Linked DNA regions of Mus musculus: region 1 is linked to region 2. A link is a contact called in public promoter capture Hi-C data. All regions are on one chromosome and are shown on one strand. Each heading gives the region's core, a stretch centred on a gene start, on an enhancer-like site or on the middle of the called end of the contact. The rest is flanking DNA. Distances are from core to core; before and after follow the strand shown. Region 1 holds the start of Cep44 (centrosomal protein 44). Region 2 holds the start of Neil3 (nei like 3 (E. coli)).

The links. Promoter capture Hi-C pulls out the DNA fragments that hold promoters and counts their contacts.
Region 1: a promoter capture Hi-C map of pre-B cells shows a contact between it and region 2. The contact joins the promoter of Cep44 here to the promoter of Neil3 in region 2. A contact is called at or near these places in 3 of 39 promoter capture datasets (hematopoietic stem and progenitor cells, liver and pre-B cells), 1 of 115 datasets of contacts at active chromatin or transcription factors (large pre-B cells) and 1 of 9 other capture datasets (adipose tissue).

What each region holds. Positions count from the first base shown.
Region 1 is chr8:56,548,014-56,554,778 of GRCm38.p6, forward strand. Cep44 (centrosomal protein 44) reads right to left here and starts at 2,553. Exons shown (of 11, transcript NM_001009951.1): 1 at 2,532-2,553. Fbxo8 (F-box protein 8) reads left to right here and starts at 3,141. Exons shown (of 6, transcript NM_015791.4): 1 at 3,141-3,363.
Region 2 is chr8:53,635,710-53,642,725 of GRCm38.p6, forward strand. Neil3 (nei like 3 (E. coli)) reads right to left here and starts at 3,356. Exons shown (of 10, transcript NM_146208.2): 1 at 3,047-3,356. The coding sequence starts at 3,202.

The sequences.
Region 1 (6,765 bases), core at 1,303-3,802, 2.9 Mb after region 2:
GAACTGGTATCAGGCTACCTACCATCTTAAGGCATTTTCACTCCCCAAGCAACTTCCTCTAGCTAAGTCCCACCTCCCTAAGATTGCACAACCTGTCAAATTAGCACTCCAAGCTGGAAACCAAGTTATCAAACATATGAGCCTATGGAGGACACTTAACCTTCAAATCATAGCTGGTACCATTTGGAAAAAAATATCAAGTTGAAATGGCCGCTATCATTAATTACCCTGAATGCTTATAAAACCTACATAGTATAAACCAAAAAATGAAGATAAATTTAGCACAGATTTAAGTTATTATCCCCAGGGTTTGGATTTCATGTAGTTGCCAATTAGAGATGCTTATATTAAAAACCAAACCAAACTCATAGTTCACTAATATCTTGCTCAAGAAAATGACAAGAGTTCCTGGAGAAAAGAGATTCTCTGAAACTGAAGCTCCTTTAAAATGAAATCACTGAGAAAGAAAGAAAGAAAGAAAGAAAGAAAGAAAGAAAGAAAGAAAGAGAAAAAGAAAAAAAGAACAATTCAAGAATTAGATGAACTATACTTAGGGGTTTTTGTTCATGGGCTGTATTTCAGCAACGATTGACATATAATCACCCCTGCCCAGACACCTCTGCGTCTGTATAGGTCAGGAGAAGTATATAAAGCTGGCAATGTGCAGAATTCTAAGCCTGGGCCACCATCACTTCTGTGGCCATTTCTCTAGACTTGGGCACCTATTCCATGTCCGTGGCATAGCACCCCATTCGCAGTCTGCTCCTGCGGAGCGAGCTGCTGAATGTACTTTAAGTATCCTTGCACTGATGCTATGGTCAGCATGTTTGAAACACCAAATTACCTACTAAATAGTAAGATATTTAGACAATGAGGATTTTAGGGGGGGGACGGGGAAAGAAATCCTAAAATTAAATTATACAACATACTGGTCAAAACAGTAAGGCTTATTTCCCATCTTTCCAGATGCCGGGGCTAGAAAGACATACAGATATGTTAAGACAGACTTCCCAGACCAACCTTTATTGCCTAAGAAAGGTGACAGGGGAACTACTCTAGCCTCTGCTGTAACTACAAACACTGTGCCTGGGATTTAAGATTGCAGGTCTGATCTTGTTTTAGTTTCCAGACCCATCTGACAACACAATTGTTAGTTTTGTACATATCCTATCTTCCCAGGACATGCAATTTTATCCAATACTCGGTGCTACCTTTTCTTTTGCTGGTATCATAGAAGGCATTTATCTTTACATTATTTCTACTTCTGGTAATGAAATTTCGGACACTAAAGTATGCCCCAGGAACACATCCTCTTCATTACCAGCACAATAAACATTTTAAAGAAGAGTAAGATTCAAGTACAGCTTGTATCTGTAGGTGGAGGGAAAAGATATGACAGAAGAGAAAAACATAAAGGTATTTTTAAAAAAACAAGATCATAGAAGTATGTTTTCAAGAAAGGCTTTCCTAGTGTTTTTTAATTAGTAAATACTAAAATTATTACTATGAATTGAAGCTAATCAAGTACTGAAACATACTTTACACTTGACCATAATTAATCTGAGATAAAATTAAACTGTTACTTAAAAATTAGCATTTTCACTTTATATTACTTATCACAGGATATTAAATGAAGACCATATACAGATTCAATCATTAAGGTCTCACTGGTCTACCTAGCTTTCTGAAGAGTTAGGAACAAATCAAATCCACCAACCGAATTGCTGGAAGACATTGTGAGCACCGCACAAGATGGCTTTGGTGGGGAACGGAACCGATCTCAGGATCTTGGCATACCCAATGGCTCTACCACTGAGCTAGTCCCCCAGCTTTGCAGTTTAAGATACTTTGTTTCAAACCCAGCTCAATTTCGTAGCTGCTACAGGTCTTTAAAAACATGTCACAGGACTCCAAAATCATTTTGCCCAGGATAAAGTAACTAGCCTTTAATAATCACAGTGGATAGCTAGGATTTTGAAATTCCGCTTGACATATCTAAAAGACAAACTTTAAGATAAAGGGATACAAATCTGTAGAAACTAAACTTACAAAATCTCTCCGTAATAGATACTAGGAAAATGCTGTTGTAAGATCCGATGAGGGAACCGCTGTGTTCACGCATAAAACATTGTTAAAATGCTTGCAAATAATTCTGTAAAACAGTCTAGTGTAGCAGTAAGTCTAGAATACATATGTTAAAATTAGTTTTCTTTTCATACAGAGCAATCATAGGCCTCAAAGTAGATGGAGAATTCTTTTTTTTTTTTTTTTTTGGGGGGGGGGAGACACCATGAAGATGAAAACAAAGAGAACACGAAGGAAGGAGTACTTTTTCTATTCCGGACAGTCTTTTGAAGCTAGATGTATTTTTGACGGAAAGAAACTTAAAGGCATCTACAAAACAATTCAAAGAGGGCAGACTCCGATTCATTCTACTTGATGCCTTCCAAAACCATACCAGCTGGTACACAAGCAAGTCCCATCTCGAATTCCCTTTCTGCCTCTAAATTTAAAGGGATGAAAAGGTAGACCTGATCATTCGCCTACAACCCAGGAACCTCGGTGAGGACAGCAGAAGGGCCACCTTCGTCCAAGCCAGAGCACAGCAGGTCCACGAGCTCTGGCTCAGCCAGCAGCCCCTAAGCAAACTGAAAGGTTCCCAAGGCTACCGTACCAACACAGAAAGAAGAAGGGAGCACTAGAAACCCGAGAACGTGGCGGGAACCGGGTCTGCAGCCCCAGAGCCTTACGCCCGCGCCTCGGGTCGCCCCTCGTGCCGACGGTTTGTTTTTAGAACTCAGAGTTCGAGCCGAGAGTTCGAACAGCGGCTAAACATTCCGAGCCAGAGGCTGCCCCAAATGCTGGCATTCCTAGATGCAGATTCCACACTCCGTTCGCGCAGCTTCTTCAGGATACTCTACTGTCGTTAAAGTCTTATCAATTACATGTCTTTTATTGAATGTCACATTTCAAATTAGCATAATTTTGATGGCCAAAGCAGTTCAGAATGAGAAGCGGAAAAGTAAAGACTTTTTGGCGAATCTGAATGAGGAAAACGGAAATCTTTTTCCTTTAAGGAGCCGCTCCTCGACGTCACTTCCGGCAACAATAGGAAACGTCAAAACCTTGCAAGGTCCGCCACTCGGGCTTCTGCAGGCAGAGGTGCTGTGACTTCGCGGGAGTCTGGGGCGGCTTCTGGTTCCCTCGCAGCCATCGTGTTCTCCAGCGCGAACACGTGCGCTCTGGACAGGCCTCTCCATGGCTTGGGCACCAGTTCCCGGCTGAGCCATTTTCTTCTCGGCTGACAGCCCCCGCCCACAGGCCGAGTCGTCGCGGCGGCGGTGGAGATCCCAGGTCGCTCAGGTACTCGCGTCGGCACAGAGGCTTCCAATGCCTTGCTTCTTCCGCCCGCCCGGACGCTCTCACTTTTCTCCTCCGAAGTGAGGGGTAGGGATGCTTGCCACTTGATAGCCCTGGCCCAGCAAGCAACAGTTTAGGACCAATGGGTACTGTGAGACATTTTGAGTGACAGCAGCGGTGGCTTATTAAAATGGTGTATCAGAATCGAGAGGCGGGTGTGAGTCTCTTCTGTTTCTAGGCCATTGGTATAGAGGTCGATTTGGGACTCGCGGTAGCGACGTGGTGTCGTCCCTCTTGAAAGATGACAAACGGTGGAGGTTACTTTCTTCAGTTTCACGTATTGCTTTTGTGGTGGTTACAGCGTCGTTCGATGCCAAGGCACGCTTCATTTCTTACGGCGTCCCCTTAATACGAATTCAAACATATCCAGTTTAAGACCTCCGCTGATTGCTAGTTGCTACAGTCTCCAAACAGACTGTAAAATTGGTTCAACACTTTCCTTTTCGTTTTGTTTTTCTGTGGCTACGCTCCACTTTCCACATCGTATTACTCAGTACACATTGTCTAGACAAAAACCATAGAAGTTTGCAATTCTTACTCGATATATTTCTGGTTTATTTTTCGTTCTGTATTTACTAATTAATAATTGTGACTACTTAATTTATAAATGAGACATTTATTTGTAAAGACCCCCACCCCGCGCGCGCGCCATATTCTCTTCATTACCCTCAATACTGCAATTGAATACAAACTGTTGTTCATGTCAGTGTTTGCACTCCGTTTTTGTTTGTATTTTGAGACAAGGTCTCCTGTGTACTCCAGGCTGGCTCAGAATTCACTGTGTAGCCCCGACTGTCCCTAGCTAGCAATCCTTTTTCTTGGCCTTCCAAAGGCTTGGAAGTATGGTTTTGCAACAGGTCACTAAGTACTCTTCTCTTTGCTTTGGTTCTTTGGACTTTGGCACTTTCACTCCGACGAGAAGAGCTTCCGGCTACCTTTGTGAAAGGTTTTTGTTGTTGTTGTTGTTGTTTTTGTTTTTGTTTTGTTTTTACAATGTAGAGCAGGTCTCAGAATGAACAATAAATAAATTTATTATTTTCAGGTTAATTCAGAAACTTCTTGCTTATACAGTTTTTCTAAATTAACAATTACCTAAGTATCGTCATTAGTTTCATATTGCTGGTTTATGATTATCCCCAAATTTAATGCAGCTTAAAACAACAAACATGTACTATCTTGGTTTCTTTGAGTCAAGTATCAGGGCAACGTTCAACAGAGTAGTTCAGCTTGTTTCTTGAGGTCGTAGTTAGGCTGTGTTTGGGACTTGTGATACTATTGAGAGACTGCACTGAGATGGACTAAGGGTGCACTTCCAAGTGCATGCACATAGTTGCCAGCTGCCCTAGATTCTCCGCTAAGTGGGTTTTCTTCAGAAAACCCCCTTAGAGTATAGTATGGCTGTTGATTTCCCCTACAACAGACAAGCTGGGAGAAAGCATCCAACTGAGGGAAGATAACTATATTTTATAATCTAATCTTAGAAGTGATATCCTATCACTGCTATCATAGTGTGTTTGTTAAGAGTCTTTAACCCAACCCACATTAGAGAGGCAGAGGATAGATAACACAGGAGGCAAAATCGATGGAAGCCATTTTAGAGGCACCTGGAACAAATTCCGTGCCTGATAACTTTTAGCAGTTAAAAGTAATCACTACATAAGAATATCTTAGCCAAAGTATGTCCAAAAGAATTTAATTCTGACAAGGAAAAAAAAAAGCCTGATTTTGAAGTAACATGTGAATTATACTAGTATCAGCTCCTCCAGAAAAATAATTTAGAAATATTTTATATTAATTATCCTAAAGAATATTATTTAATATTGCCTGAAGGGTAGAGAATCTGAAAAGAGTGTTTGAGGTTATCTTTTACCCTTTTACATAGCTGAAATTGGGTCAAAATAAATGTATGGAAGATAGCTTTTGAGAAGGAAAGCAGTTAGGAAAAGGCTAGGGCTGGTTATAGATAAAATGCAGATCAGTGGAAAATTTCTGTTAAACCCATATGATCAAATAGGGGTGGGAAAAGTGTGCTTTGGAAATGTGCTTTGATTTTTTTAAAAAAGGATTTACATGGCAAGTGTGAGTGGTAGTGGGTTACAGAATAGGCTATACTCCATGTTGTTGTGTATATCAGTCCAAGGTGTACTCCTTAGAGACCTCTACTCAGCTGAAGCCAGAATATTTTACCTTGCTGCAAACCAGCAGCAGCAGCGAAACTTAGGATGAGACTTATAAAGCAAGGTTTATTAAAAATAAATTTAATACAGTTTTAGTAGGGACATTGATAAGGGAGAGAGAGGGAATTAATAAAACAAGGGTACACACCCCAAGTATGATCTTGGGCTTTTCAAGATAGAATTACATTAAAGTGTGTCAACAATAGCAATACATAAAATTTTGATGGCCTTGAAAGTTATAGTATTTAAAGGTTTTTAAAAAGTAAATAAACCTGTTTTAGATCTACTTGTTTTTATCTAGTCAGCATTCTGTTAGTCAATAAGATATGTTGGTTTATTGTATATTATATAAAGACCTAGGTTTAAAAAAGAACAATAACCTTTACTACCCATGCTTCACAAGAAAGTCAAGACTGTTTTGATTCTCATTGGTTCTTAGCAAGTACAGATTTGCAAGTCTCTTCCCTTTCTAAGCCCCTTGATTGTCCTGCACCACAAGCACCAGCTTCATTCTACACACTGGACTGCACGTCACCAGTACAGCTTTTGCCGACTAGCTTTAAAAGCTTAGTGGGAGCAAAAGATTCTCGCTTCATGTTTGTTATGGCACTATTTCGGCTATGCCTCAGTATAAAATTGTCCGTGCTTCTTCCCATGTTTGACAGGTACTGGAATCCTTATTTATTTGCAAAATGTTATCCAACTTTATTGGCACAAAACAGATATACAGTTCAAGTTTGAGCAATGAATTTAAGGTGCTTAGTTCTAGAATTATCCATTTACACGTTCTTCCAGAATAGAGTGCATATAGGATTGTTTAAACATTTAAATGAAGAAACCAGCTTTAAGAAGTAAACCACACTTAGCCTTTCTGCCCATACTTCTTAGTTATTTATAGATGTGGTGGGGGTGGAGAAACAAGTGAGAAGAACCTCGGATACTAAATAAACTCACCACTTTTACCATCTTTCCATGGTATTCAAGTTATGGTAATTTTCCTCTTTTGTTTTTACGCAATCATGGAATTGTCTTTCAAGTTTTCAATTGTGGTAAAGCAATGCACACAAAATAAAATTTATCAGTATATTCAGTTTAAAATGTACCGGTCAATGATATGCAATATATTTATAGTGGCTTGTGACTTATAGTGGCTAGTGACTATTTCCAC
Region 2 (7,016 bases), core at 2,106-4,605:
GAAGTTTGAATCTTTTATTTTAAGTGGCCACTTAATATTTCTTTAGCTCTCCTTTGTTATTTTTCATATTTATTACACTGTAAAGAATACAGTATGCAATTATTTTTAAATGCTGCTTTGAGAAAACTAATCATTTCAAGCCAGTAGTAGAAACATTAAATAGCTTTAGTTCTTTGGCAAATATGCCTAAGAAACCAGGGATCATCTGTTACAATAATGATCTTGCCAGAAGTTTGTGACAATGGTCCATATTTTAATGAAATTTAATATGGATCCAACATTGCTCTCAAAGGCAAAAGGCTGTTGGTATTTATAAGGGTTATTATTATGCTTTTTAGATCAAAGGCCCAGAAAATCAAGCCACAACAGAGTATTTAGAATTCTACTGAAAGCCACATTATTAATGCCATATTGATTTTCAATCCAATGTCAATGGAAGCAGATCCTTCCTTCTAATCACACAGCTCTATTCCAATAATTAGTTCCTCCTTCTATTAAGGCATTATCCATAATAGCTTTAGATGCAGGGCTATTTATTTGTGGAATATAGCTTAGTGAGTATAGTGTTGCCAAGTGAATCTAATCATTGCTCAACCATTAATAAAGCACTTACATGAGGCTATCTAGATGCACTCTTTGGTGCCATCTGAACACAGAAATGAAGAGAATTATCAGAGCAGATAATTGACTGTAGTGAACAAAATTTAAATGGTGGAGGACACCGCCAAAACCCAAGGTCATACTTCTTTAGTTAATAAGGATCGCTATCACATATAGGGCTTATGGTATACAAAGCAGTAACCACTCCATTACTGAATCTTTTATTACTTTTAGAGTAGCTATCAGATACATAAAAGTCTGAAGGGAGATCAAACCTTGGCCCAACACCTTACTACAAGCGACAGTGCTCAACTGATTTAAATTCACCTTGAGCCCAACGCTCCTTTTCTGGTAGCATTAGGTTGATCTTTATTGTGGAATTATTCTTTCTCATGACTAACTGTACTTCACGTTTTGTCACAAAATAATTAAAATAAATTTAAAATGAATGATTAATACTATTTTCTCTAAATGCCAATAAGGTGACTATGTAAAACATAATCTTGGTTTCTTGCAACGGGAATCTTATTTTTATAAATAGTAACTTTCCATGAATAAACTTTTATAGATAAAACAGGTTTTATTTTACCAGTAACCAGCAAAGTGTTTATCACACAACATTACTGTTGAATGACATAAATCATGGCATCAATGAGGATGTTCAGATCTTACGCAGTGCTCAGTACAATAGCATTTATTTCTAAAATAGTGGCAGGCTGACTTCACCTGATTTCTACCACCAGCAGCTGAGCCTAAGCTCCTCACCTGGGTCACTGCAATACCTTCTTGAGATTTCCTCTCATGTTTTCTTCTTTGATATGCAGTGTTCTAGCCAAACTGTAAATAAATCTTGACTACCATTCAAGGTTTCTAATGATGCCCAAGATAAAGCCTGGAAGGTGACCCATTGGAGACGACTCAGCAGGCAAAGGCACTTGACACTAAGGCGGAAGATATGGGTCCCTGGAACCCACACAGAGTAGAAGAAAAAGTTGTCCTGACTTTCACATGTGCTGTAACACACACAACAACATTCAGTCACACAACAATACGCACAAAAATAAAACCCAGCTCTGAAAAGTCCCAATTGTGGTATATGGAGTTCTTTACAATCTTCCCATCAGCTTTAATATCAGGCCATCTTCGGATCTCCTTCCTTTACATACACACTGGTTTATTTTTCAGGCCCTTGAACACCATTCTTCTGCCTATATGGGCCACTTTCATCTCAGGAACTCTGAATCTCTTATGCCCCCTTTACACATCAGCTCTGTTACCACCATAGGGAGACTTCCCTGGCCTCTCTGTATGTCCTAAGAGAGAACCACACACTTCTGAGAACTTACCACTTTGTACTTCACTGTGTTACCCTTTACTGAATGGCCATGTATTTTCCCAGCTACAACATAAAGACAAATGTATTTTCACCCTCCTGTACTTTGAGAGTATGCAAAATTTTGCTGAATGAGTGATCTTCGTCAAAACTAATACTTTAGAGAAACCATTAGCATAGATCTCTATAGTACTCTGAAATAATTTCGAGAAACATAATTTTTTAAAAAGTACAGAGCACTTGTTGACACACCAAGTCAAAATAAATAAAAGCATAACTGTTAAAAGATCCAAACCTTTTTTTTTTTCCTCCCTCAGCTTGAAAATACATCTTCCTTGTTTCTTTCAAGTTGGGAGCATATGCTAATTGCATAACAGACAACTTCTTTCCTAGACCAAAGGCTATGAGGGAGCTTTGCAGGAGAAATTGAAGAACAGCACAATATTGCATGTATCCATGAAATACAATTAACCACACATCTAAAGGGCCTTAAAAGCCTGGTCGTTTAATCAGAATATTTTTAGTATAGTTCTAAGTTCTTACCAAATGACTATCCAGCCATCAGCAATGTATGCCTGAGTGGCAAACTGTGCTACGATTTGCTTTCAAAAGAAATAAATTCACTTAAGGAAACCAGAACTAGCTTTTACTGCCCCTTCATTAGATGGCAATATTCAGCTGAGTGAGATGTTCGTGCTAAATTTTCCATGTGCAACGTTAGAATTATATACTACTGATCAACTGCAGAATTTGGGGCTGGAAAAGGGCTAAAAGTCTATGTTACGAGTTCAGTCTTACAACGTGGAAAGAAAAACATACCAGACTTCGCACAAATCCGATGATAACGTCAGTGAATGTAGACGGTAAACAGCAGAAAGCATCTTTTGCTGACTGCCTGTTAACAGGGTTGGAACAAAACGCCTTCGGTGGATCTAGCACTGGCACTGTTAGACAGCTGCTAGAGCTAAGACTCACTTCTCAGGTTAAATAAATGTCGGGAAACACAGGCTCTAGGTCTTGGGAACCAGAGTAGATTGGGGATCCCAGAACCTGGGTGGTGTTTTTACTCCACTTCCCGCTGCAGCTTCCAAGCAGGACACAGGACTGACTTACCGAGGTAGCGACATCAGCCAGGGAGGCGGCAGGGGACATGGCAGGGCCCAGGAGGCTCTGCAGAGCTGTGCCCCGCACACCAGTCACCGCCTGCCCCGGTAGCACTCGTGCCCGGATCTTCTCTCCATTCAGTGTACACCCTGGCCCTTCCACCATCTCTGTAGCCCGCCCGGAACCCCTGCTAGTTGCAAGGCCTGACTGGAAAACAACCAGGCAACTTCACTTTCCTGCTGACCCACACTGGGCGGGAAGTTCAAATCTCCCGCGCGCCCCGCCCCGCCCAGCCTAGGCTTGCCCACCAGCAAACCCCGCCCATCTGCGGCCAGGCCACGCCTAGGTGGTGCGGACTCTGCTCTGGGATCCAGGCAGCCCACAGAACTCAGGGCTCTGCAGGTCTCACACTTGTGTCATCGGTATTTCCTGAGCCAGTGCACAGTGAAAGGAGTCACAGAACCCGGCTCAGTGTAAAAACTCAGGAAACTGGGAGTTGAAGACTAAAAACTACGTTCGAACTACTCAGCCCATACTTTTTGAGCTGAAATCGATCACATTAAAACAACGTCAAGTTTGCGGTTTCATAAAAGCCCAGCACTGTACTGAAGTAAAAGTGGAAAACTAAATGTGGAGATTTGTCTAGTTGGCTTTCCAGTGTAGGATGATGAATGGTTACATTTGTCTACATCAGACTCGGGACTGTCTGGACTCTATATTCTGTTAACTAAAATTCATTTCTGATCTCTGTCCTTTGATGGAGAAAAGTCTGAAATAGCCCTTTCCCTTTCACCTCTGTATTGTTTATTGCTATCTAAAGAATGACATCATTTATTATTTAGAAATTTCTGTGAGTTAGAAGTTGGCAAAGTCCAGCTGGGTGGTTCTGGCTCCCCAGTTCTCTAAAAGTTACAAGGTAGGTTTGGTTGTAGCTAGGGGATCCTCTTTCAAGAGGTTCATTTACATGGGCTGGTAGCAAGAGGTCTTATAGTTCTGGCCATAGACCTGCTTAGCTGTGCTCTAGGTGTGATTGCAGATCACACCAGAGGAAGAACACAATTGCAATACAACTTATTACCTAGCAGCTGTTGTAACCTGTGAGTTACAATCCCTTTGCGGGAGTCAAATGATGCTTTCACAGGGGTCACTTAAGATCATTGGAAAACACAAATATTTACATTATAATTCATAACAGTAATTACTGTTAAGTAGTAACAACTTCCGTGTGAACAGTAATTCTTGCAGTAATTCTTTGTTTGTTTGTTTGGCTTTTTTTTTTTTTTTTTTTTTTTTGGAGACGGTTTCTCTGTATAGACCTGACTGTCCTGGAACTCACTCTGTAGACCAGACTGGCCTTGAACTCAGAAATCTGCCTGCCTCTGTCTCCCAAGTGCTGGGATTAAAGGCATGTGCCACCACTGCCCGCTCTAAAATCTACTTGCAACATTTAAATGACTGGGATTTTGTGATGTTTTCGATAAAAACATCTCCCATAGTCCTGGATGGAGTAGCATTATTAGGAGGTATGGCCTTGATGGAGGAGATGTAGTCTTACTGGAGAAAGTCTGTCACTGTGGAGTAGGCGTTTAGAGGTTTCAAATGCTCAACCTACGCCCGGTGTGAAACACATCCAGTCTCCTACTTGACTGCCTTCAGATCAAGATTTAGAACTCTTGGCTCCTCCGACACTATATATGCTTGCACACCTGCCATGCTTCCCGATATGAATCATCATGGACTGAACCTCTGAAACTGTAAGCCTGCTCCAATTAAACATTTTCCCTTGTAAGAGTTGCCTCTGTCGTGCATTTTCACAGCAATAAAACCCTAAGACATTGGCTCAACATGATGTCTCAGAGAGTAAAGGCACTTGCCACCAAGCCTGCTGACCTCAATTCCATGCCTCAAACCTACCTAGGAAAATCAACTCCTATAAGGTGTCCTCTGATCTGCACATGTGACTGTTGCACTGTGGAACAAACTAGTCCTCAGATACACACATACACACACACACACACACACACACACACACAAAGTAGGTTTAGAAGATATTAGAATACTAATTATTATCATTGAGCCTGATATCTTTACTAAATTTTTCTTCCTACCTTTATATGTGTCAAATATGTAATCTCATCATTTGTGTTACGATATAGAAGGAATCCCTCACTTGATATAGTCATCTGGTCTATACCCCCAGAAGTGTCAGGTAAGTTTAAGATTCTTTATAAATATCTAGTCCTACATATTTTGTATTTTGCTTCCAAAAAAATTGATGGAGATGCTTTTGTATAAATATTGCTTATTATTCTGAATTTTGGAAAAACTCTGTAAATTCCAGGAATTTAGTTCCATTTTCTTTTCCTAGAATAGACTTTTTGCTTCCTGTGTCTTCTTTTTTGTAGTAATTCCAAAGTTTTATCCACCTATATGTCTATCTATCAACTATCTATCTATCTATCTATCTATCTATCTACCTACCTACCTATCTATCTAGTCAGAGGACTAGAACCAATAGTGCACCTATATCAAAAGCGAATTGATTAAATTGGCTTACACAATTCAGAATGAAACACCCCCCTCCCCCTATTGTAATCCAGCAATAGCTGCCTTCACACTGGAGAGACCAAGAGCCCTTTAGTTTCTCAGACCACATGAGGCCAGATATTTCAGCAGTCCTAATCTGACACTGAAGACCTGGAGAGAGTCACTGGTTTAGAGTCTGAATTCAGAGCCCAAAGAAGCTGGGTTCTGATGTCAATGAAGATAATGTCACTTCAGCAGCAGCAGTGGCAATGACAGTGTTTTAGTAGATGAACAAGACCTAAAAGCAAGCTGTAAACAAGCAAAAGCTTGTCTCTTGGACTTTCCTATATCTGGGCCACTGGAAGATATTGTGTACATGTATGGTCAAAAAACCTAATTGAAAGAAAAAAAAATCACCAGGTATTTCAAAAGGCTTATCTCATGGGCCACTCTAAATCTTGTCAAGCTGACAATAGTAACCATCTATTTTTCTGAAATGGGACTGTAATATATCGCCCAGATTGGCCCCAGTCTGTTAATGATGCTGCCTTAAGTCCTCTTTAGTGTTACATTCATTCACCATAAATGCCTGGGAATACTCTAATGGTTTCCTTTTTACTGTTTTAAAACCTTCCTTTCCATCATAGTTCAATGAAACCCCCCTTGAATTTTAAAAAATAGTTAAATGCTCTCTTCTTGAAATCTTTCCAGATATAGTTAGAATGTCTCTTGTGTTATGTAGTTGGTCCTTCCAAGGATTCACCAAAACATCTTTATATATATTTGTATATACAGTGGACGTTCATAAGAATAGATTCTCATCCCTTGATTGACAAGTGAATATCCTGTTCATACTTTTGTTTGTCATAGCCCTAGGATACTCTTTGGCACAAAATAGACATTCAACTAATATGAAATTTAAAACCATTTGGATTTATTTCCCTAAGTACCTTTTCTGTTAGCTACATATATTTTAATGTATTTAATATTATTTGTTTGAAGGGAATTTTAATATTTTCAGAAGCTATTTCTAATATAACTGTTATTGGAATTAGATAATACATAAAATTATTCTTTAATATACTTGCCTTATTAAGGTAGCAAACTAGTAATGTTGGCTTATTCCATCTTCACAATAACCTTGTAACATAATCAGAATAGGTATCATTAGTATTTTACACATTAGGAAATTGATTATGATGATTAATTTTGATTGTTCATTTCATTGGATTAAGAATTGCCTAAGAGATTAGGAACATTCATGTCTAAATATGTCTGTGAGGGCTACTTCCTGATCCTGGGACACTGATATAATCAATAGCTTAATTCATTATTACATTCAAAATTTAATAGACTATCAGGAAGTGATGGAGCTATATAAAGTAGGGTCTGATTAAAGAGTAGTAGGTAGTAAGTCACAGAGAGTTTGTCTTCCAAGGTATGTCTTGCTCTG